2 separate regions of the Triticum aestivum genome follow, and region 2 is linked to region 1. Evidence: chromatin contacts called from public Hi-C data. All regions are on one chromosome and are shown on one strand. The core of a region is the stretch at or near the end of the contact, and the rest is flanking DNA. Distances in the headings are between cores, read along the strand shown.

The links. A called contact is a pair of places that touch in the nucleus more often than the background predicts.
Region 2: a Hi-C map of leaf shows a contact between it and region 1, with 9 times the contacts expected there. The contact joins the enhancer-like site here to the promoter of LOC123078046 in region 1. A contact is called at or near these places in 3 of 5 Hi-C or Micro-C datasets (all in leaf) and 1 of 1 datasets of contacts at active chromatin or transcription factors (leaf).

Annotation. Positions count from the first base shown.
Region 1 is chr3D:162,314,570-162,317,436 of IWGSC CS RefSeq v2.1, reverse strand. It overlaps LOC123078046 (protein TPR1), which reads left to right and starts at 1,364. Exons shown (of 25, transcript XM_044500434.1): 1 at 1,364-1,670; 2 at 2,416-2,595; 3 at 2,721-2,834. The coding sequence starts at 1,591.
Region 2 is chr3D:162,513,988-162,516,998 of IWGSC CS RefSeq v2.1, reverse strand. No RefSeq gene overlaps it. Among protein-coding and RNA genes, the nearest start is that of LOC123074427, 12 kb to the left of the region's middle. Within about 2 kb of position 1,573, at least 8 of the 8 cell types and tissues checked have an H3K27ac peak or open chromatin away from gene starts, as enhancers often do. A contact at or near this core is called in leaf, where this site is marked.

The DNA.
Region 1 (2,867 bases), core at 115-2,614:
ACGTCTGGACCGCTCGACGGACCGATACATGCCACGTTGGATGGCAAACCACGTCTGGACCATGCGGTCCGGACAATTGCGGGCGGTCTGAGGTTCCGCCTTGGAGATGCACTTAGATTGGAGTGAAGCATAGGGTTTATCGTTTTCCTTCCCTAACCCAAGGCGGCCAGGGCAAACTCTTCTCTCCAAACTTCGCCAGCGAGTTCGTGGATTCGCCTCTCCTCTGCTTGCCGCTCCGGTGGCCGGTGGCCGTTGGCGAGGAAAGGAATCCCGGTGCCTCCGCTCCAGTTAGTAGTTTAGGTTAGGGATTTTTAGTTCTCGCAGGTGGGGTGCTCATGCGGATGGCGGCGCTATTTCTTCGAGTTTGTCTTCCGGGTTCCGATCCTTCTTGAGCACGTTTGTCTGGACGTAATCGATGGAGCTCCGGCATAGATTCCTGTCGTCTCTTTCGGGAGGTGAGGTTAGGTTTCTTGCTTACGGCGAGATTTGGTGTTAGATACTTCAGATCTATGTGCGGGTTCAACGGCGACGACTACGGCTCCAGGGCGCTGGTCCTTAGGAGCACGTGCACGAAGACTTCCTGGCTGTCATCGACAAGGTCAAGCCGGCTCCGGTAGGGAAGAGGCGACAGTAGCGCGTCGGCGGCTTGTTCTGGCGGCGGTAGTGGTTGCTTGGGGATCTTGGAATGGAATCTTAATGTAATTTTTATTATGTTCAAGACGTTTTATACTTCCGCTGAGCTTTGATAATAGATCTGGATTATTTTGGAAATCAAAGATTTGAGTGAAGCATGGTATAGCGAGAGAAGTAGAGGATGAAACAGTTTTCAACATTTTTTGCATTCACTCGGTCAAACTGAGAAAACCAAGTCAAACGGATTGGTTGGAGACACATATGGCCGATCAATTTCACAAATCGAGATGAGTTTCAGTACCTGCTGGTTGGATAGTGCACGATCAATACACGTCACCCCATTCAGTCAGTCGGTGGTACGCCATTAACTACCCTGTCCACGCTACGCAAAACCGATCCGAGAGACCGTCCACTCGTATCGCGGTTTAAGGAACCAACGTCTCGTCTCGTCTCGTATCGTGTCGTGTCGTGTGGCGGCAGGCTCTTGCGTCGCGATCCACGGGCACCCGACTCGTCTCGCGCCCACGTCGCCCTCACGACCGGACGCCAGCTCACGAATATCCACCCGATTTAATCCCACGCCCTTCGATTCCGCTTCTCCCAGCCTCTCATATAAGACCCCCAGCGTATCCATAAGCACTCGCGCATATCGATACGACGTGTCGCGTATCGCAGATAAGCCAGTGGGGGTGGCGTGGGGAGAGAGAAAAGGGCGAGAGGTCTGCAACGCATCGAAGAAAGCGAGACTAAAGTTTCTCTCTCTCCCTCTGCATCCGTCTCCTCCTCCCTCCACATCTCTCCGTCTCTCTCTCCCCCCACCCATCTCTCCATCTCTCTCTCCTCACGAGAGGGGCGGCGACGACGCCGGCGGAACCCTAGAATTCGCCCGCTCCCTCCGAGCCCGCGCGAGCGCCGGCGGCGGGCCAGATCGAGCTCCTGGGTGGCGGCGCGGGCGCCATGTCGTCCCTCAGCCGCGAGCTCGTCTTCCTCATCCTCCAGTTCCTCGACGAGGAGAAGTTCAAGGAGACCGTGCACAAGTCGGTACCCTGCCGCCGTCTCTCTCCTCCCCTGCCGGCCCGTGGGCTGTTTTTTTTCTCTCTCTCTCGGTTGGTGGCTGGCTGGGCTCCAGAAGCCAGCCCCTAGGGATTTGTTTCGGTGCGCTGTGATTTTTTTCTTCCTTTTCGCGATTTCCCCGAAATAAATCTCCGGGTGTTTTTTCTCTCGTCTAGTAGTACTACTTTGTTTTGGGTTTTGAGTTCATGGGGAGAAATGTTTATTTCCTTTTATTACTTTTGCTCCGTTTGATCTGTTCCGTACGCGCGGTAAATTCCTGCGAAGTTTCGTGTTAGGTCGTTCTTACCTTTTTTTTCTCCGTGATAATTGTTCTTTAATCTAGTTTAGTCAAAATGGATTCGCTTAGTCTCTACCGCAATTTTCCCTTTTAGTTGGGCAGTTCAGGGGTAGATTTGAAATTTCGCGATCGCGTGAGTCGTGTCTTTTTCCTCTTGTTTCTTTTTCCTTCAGCGTGCGCAAATAATAATGAGCTACCAGTTTTTTTTCTGCCGTAACTTAGACTATTTCCTTCTCTTCTCTGCCGGCCACTTCAATTCGTAGAAAGTGAGATCTTCTAGATCAAGTGTGGTTAGTCCAGATAAAAAAAGTAGTTAGTCCAGTGATTGCGTGGCATTGTTGTCTCCTGTGCGGCGCCTTTTCCGAGTAAAACATCAGTAAATGGAGTATTGCAATCAATTTATGTGATTTTGATGATGCATGATGCTGCAGGCTTGAACAAGAGTCGGGCTTTTACTTCAACGTCAAGTACTTTGAGGAGAAGGTCCATGCTGGGGAGTGGGATGAGGTGGAAAGGTATCTCTCAGGTTTCACCAAGGTGGACGACAATAGGTATTCGATGAAGATCTTCTTTGAGATCAGGAAGCAGAAGTATTTGGAAGCGCTTGATAGGTAATATTCTTGCATTTCTTGTGGATTTGTACCCCACTCTGAAAAGGATCAGGGGTTTCCTGTCCCCTCTTTTTGGCATTGGTTGAAACTAAAGTTTACTAATTTGCTGTAATAATTTCTAACAGGCATGATAGAGCGAAGGCGGTAGATATTCTTGTCAAGGATCTTAAAGTCTTCTCGACATTCAATGAGGAGTTATATAAAGAGATAACACAGCTTCTCACTCTTGAGAATTTCAGGTTCTTTTTTCCTACCCCATGTTATCTTTATTG
Region 2 (3,011 bases), core at 324-2,823, 200 kb before region 1:
CAGGAGGCGGCGTGCAAGCGCGACGCCAAGTCCCGTGCGTGGAAGACCTTCCGGCGCTACACCCGGCAATTCGACCTGGCCATCCAGCAGTAGCTCGCAACCAAGCGGGCGTGGTTTGCTGCAAGGACCGCCGCCGACGCCGAAGATGCGGCTGTGCAGCTGTCGGCGCTCTGGGCGGAGTACCAGCTCCAAACCCGGCTCTCCGGTGAGCTGATCCACGATACGCTGCACGGAGGGAAGCCGCTGCCCGCTGAGGTCATCTCCAGCGACGAGGGCGACGACAGGGACTCCGACAAATAGAACCCTGGTGAAGTTTAATTAGAAGTAGACCCCGGGGTATGAACTACTTTAAATTTCCGGTTGTACTATATTAAATTAAGATGTATGAACTCAGTGTGGAACTCCATCTATGTATGACTATGTTTAATTAACGCATGAATTGTTAACTTTTAAAATCATGGTGAATTTTGATCCTGATGTAGGATCTATTTTGTCTCCGCACGTTTCGTTACGTAGAATTCGTTTACGAGAGCCCTTAGAGCATGGTTAATAGTATAGCCAACTCTTGGCTATAAGAAAGTGTCATGTCATCTATAACCAACCTTATAGCCAATACGTATAACAATTAGCTATAAATATGTGCTATTTTATTAATACAAGACCCATCATTCACTCTCACATAGTGCTTGGGAGCACGTGCAGCAGCTGGCTCTTGCATGAGAGCCCGCTTACATTCTTTCTTTTATTCTTTCTCTTTCAACTAAGCATAGAGATATTATTTTACTCTTTACAACCTCGTGACTGTACCTTATTGTGCTTGCTCTTACACGTTTTATGTGATGCGCGGTTTAAGGATATGCTAAAGATGCTCTAATTAAGGGATTCCTTCGAGGGAGTCGGCCACTTGCGAGAGACATGAAGTGGGCATTAATCCGGTGGCCCTGCCCCGGTTGCCCACTCCACAAGGATAAGAAAAATGATGACACGCATCACAGGTGGAGCCATTAATTCCAGAAGAGAGTACCCCTACCCTGCTGCGCTTCTGGAGGTGATGTCTCACTCAGGCTCACCACAGGTGACTGTACCCTGCTACTGCCGCAGCGATTGTCGTACGTCCAAAAAGAATCTTTTTCTCTTTCACACACACACAAAGATAAAAGCCTCCTCGCCGCGAAAAAAAAGAAAGAAGAAAAAAAGATGGTGGCCCGCGGCGACCTGGCGTGCTCTGTTCAAACGCAACCCCAGCACGCAGCAGCTAGCTCCCACGAGCACCACCACCACTACTGGTAGTAGTAGTACTCCGGTCGTGTCGTGTCGATCGCTCCATCTCCCGTCCACGTCCCGGCAACCCCCCGTGGAAATCAAAACAATAATGAATAAAGCCATTTCTTTTCTCTCTCACTCTCTCCCTAAGCACAAACCAGCTCGCACCAACCGGGCGATTTCTCCCCCGACTTCTCGCGATCTGCTCGGCGGGGAAAAGGAAAGCTTCTCGCGATCTCGCCTGCCCGTGCGTGCCCCCTCGACCGCGAGTTTTTTTTTCCGCTTTCTGGAGAGATCCAGAGCCAACCACCCGTGTCGCGGGCACCTGGGCCCCCACCCACCCCGACGCTCCCCTGGAGAGAAGCGAAGCGAGGCGAGGCGAGGCGCGGCGCGAGATGACGAGACCCGTCGCTTTCTCTCGCCGCGTAACGAGCGGACCACTTCGTGCCGTACTACTACTGCTGCTGCTACCGTCTCGTCGTCCCGTGCTCGCGTTCGGCTCGGCTGGGGGTTCGTTCGGGCGCGATATTCGCGTGGCGAGAAGGCGAGAGAGATTGGTGGGTGGGTGGGTGGGTGAGGAGGTGGAGGGAGCATCCTTTCTTTCTTGAGTTAAATACACCGAAGGTGTCTCAACTTGTCGAGCACGGTCACTTTGGTGCTCAAAGTTGTAAAATACGCGAAATTGGTGCTATAACTTGTCCTATGATGCAAATACGGTTCCTCCGTACTTACCCGGGTGTACGTCCTGCCCACGTGGCCTTGGCCCACATGTCAGTGGATGACAGTGCGCGTGAGAACTTTTTGGCAAAAAAAATACCCGCATATTTTTTAGTAATATTACATAAGAAAGCCAAACACGGGTCCCATGTGTCAGTCGGTTAATACCGCACAAAAACAAACTGCCTCGCCGATGGGTTCCAAAACTAGGACGTCCAGGTTCAAAACCTGCACGCTAGCCACCGGACAGAAGACTACTGTAGCTGGTTTCCTATATAGATCAGTTCTACCTATCGCTTTCCCGCAAAAAAGGAGAAAACATTCCGACTGGCACTCTGCAATTTCCTTTTATGTTCTTTACCTTTTTTCAATTTACTACTGTTTAGTCATACATAAATTACAATAATTATCAATTATTGTCTATTCTAAATATTTATTCTATTTTCATTATTGTGTAGGTTGAATAGGTAAACATGAACATTTTCGAAAATTTATGTGAATTCAAACAGTTTGACGTATATTATAAAATACTGAAAATGTGTTAAAACATGTCAAACATGTTTATAGAAATTTCAAATTCTGTAAATGTGTTAAAACATGTTTGTAGGAATATAAAAATAATTTTATACAATAATGTTTTTAATACATGTTGAACATTTTTTAAATATATGTTGTCAATTTTTTGAATGCATGACATACTTTTTTTAAACACGTTTACAATTTCTTAATACAGCTAAGACTTTTCCAAAAATATGTTGAACATATTTTTCAAATGCACTAACACTTTATTTAAGTTTATGTTAGTTCTAGTGTTTTCTTACATTTATTTTTTAACGGGAGAATAATATAGAAAATAAACATGAAATTGGAATAAATAAATAAAAGAAACCTTGTGCGAGCCCATAATAGCACCATATACTCCCTCCATTCCTAAATATAAGTCTTTGTAGAGATTCCACTAAATGGACTACATACGAAGCAAAATGAATGAATCTATACTTAAAATGTATCTATATACATCCGTATGTGGT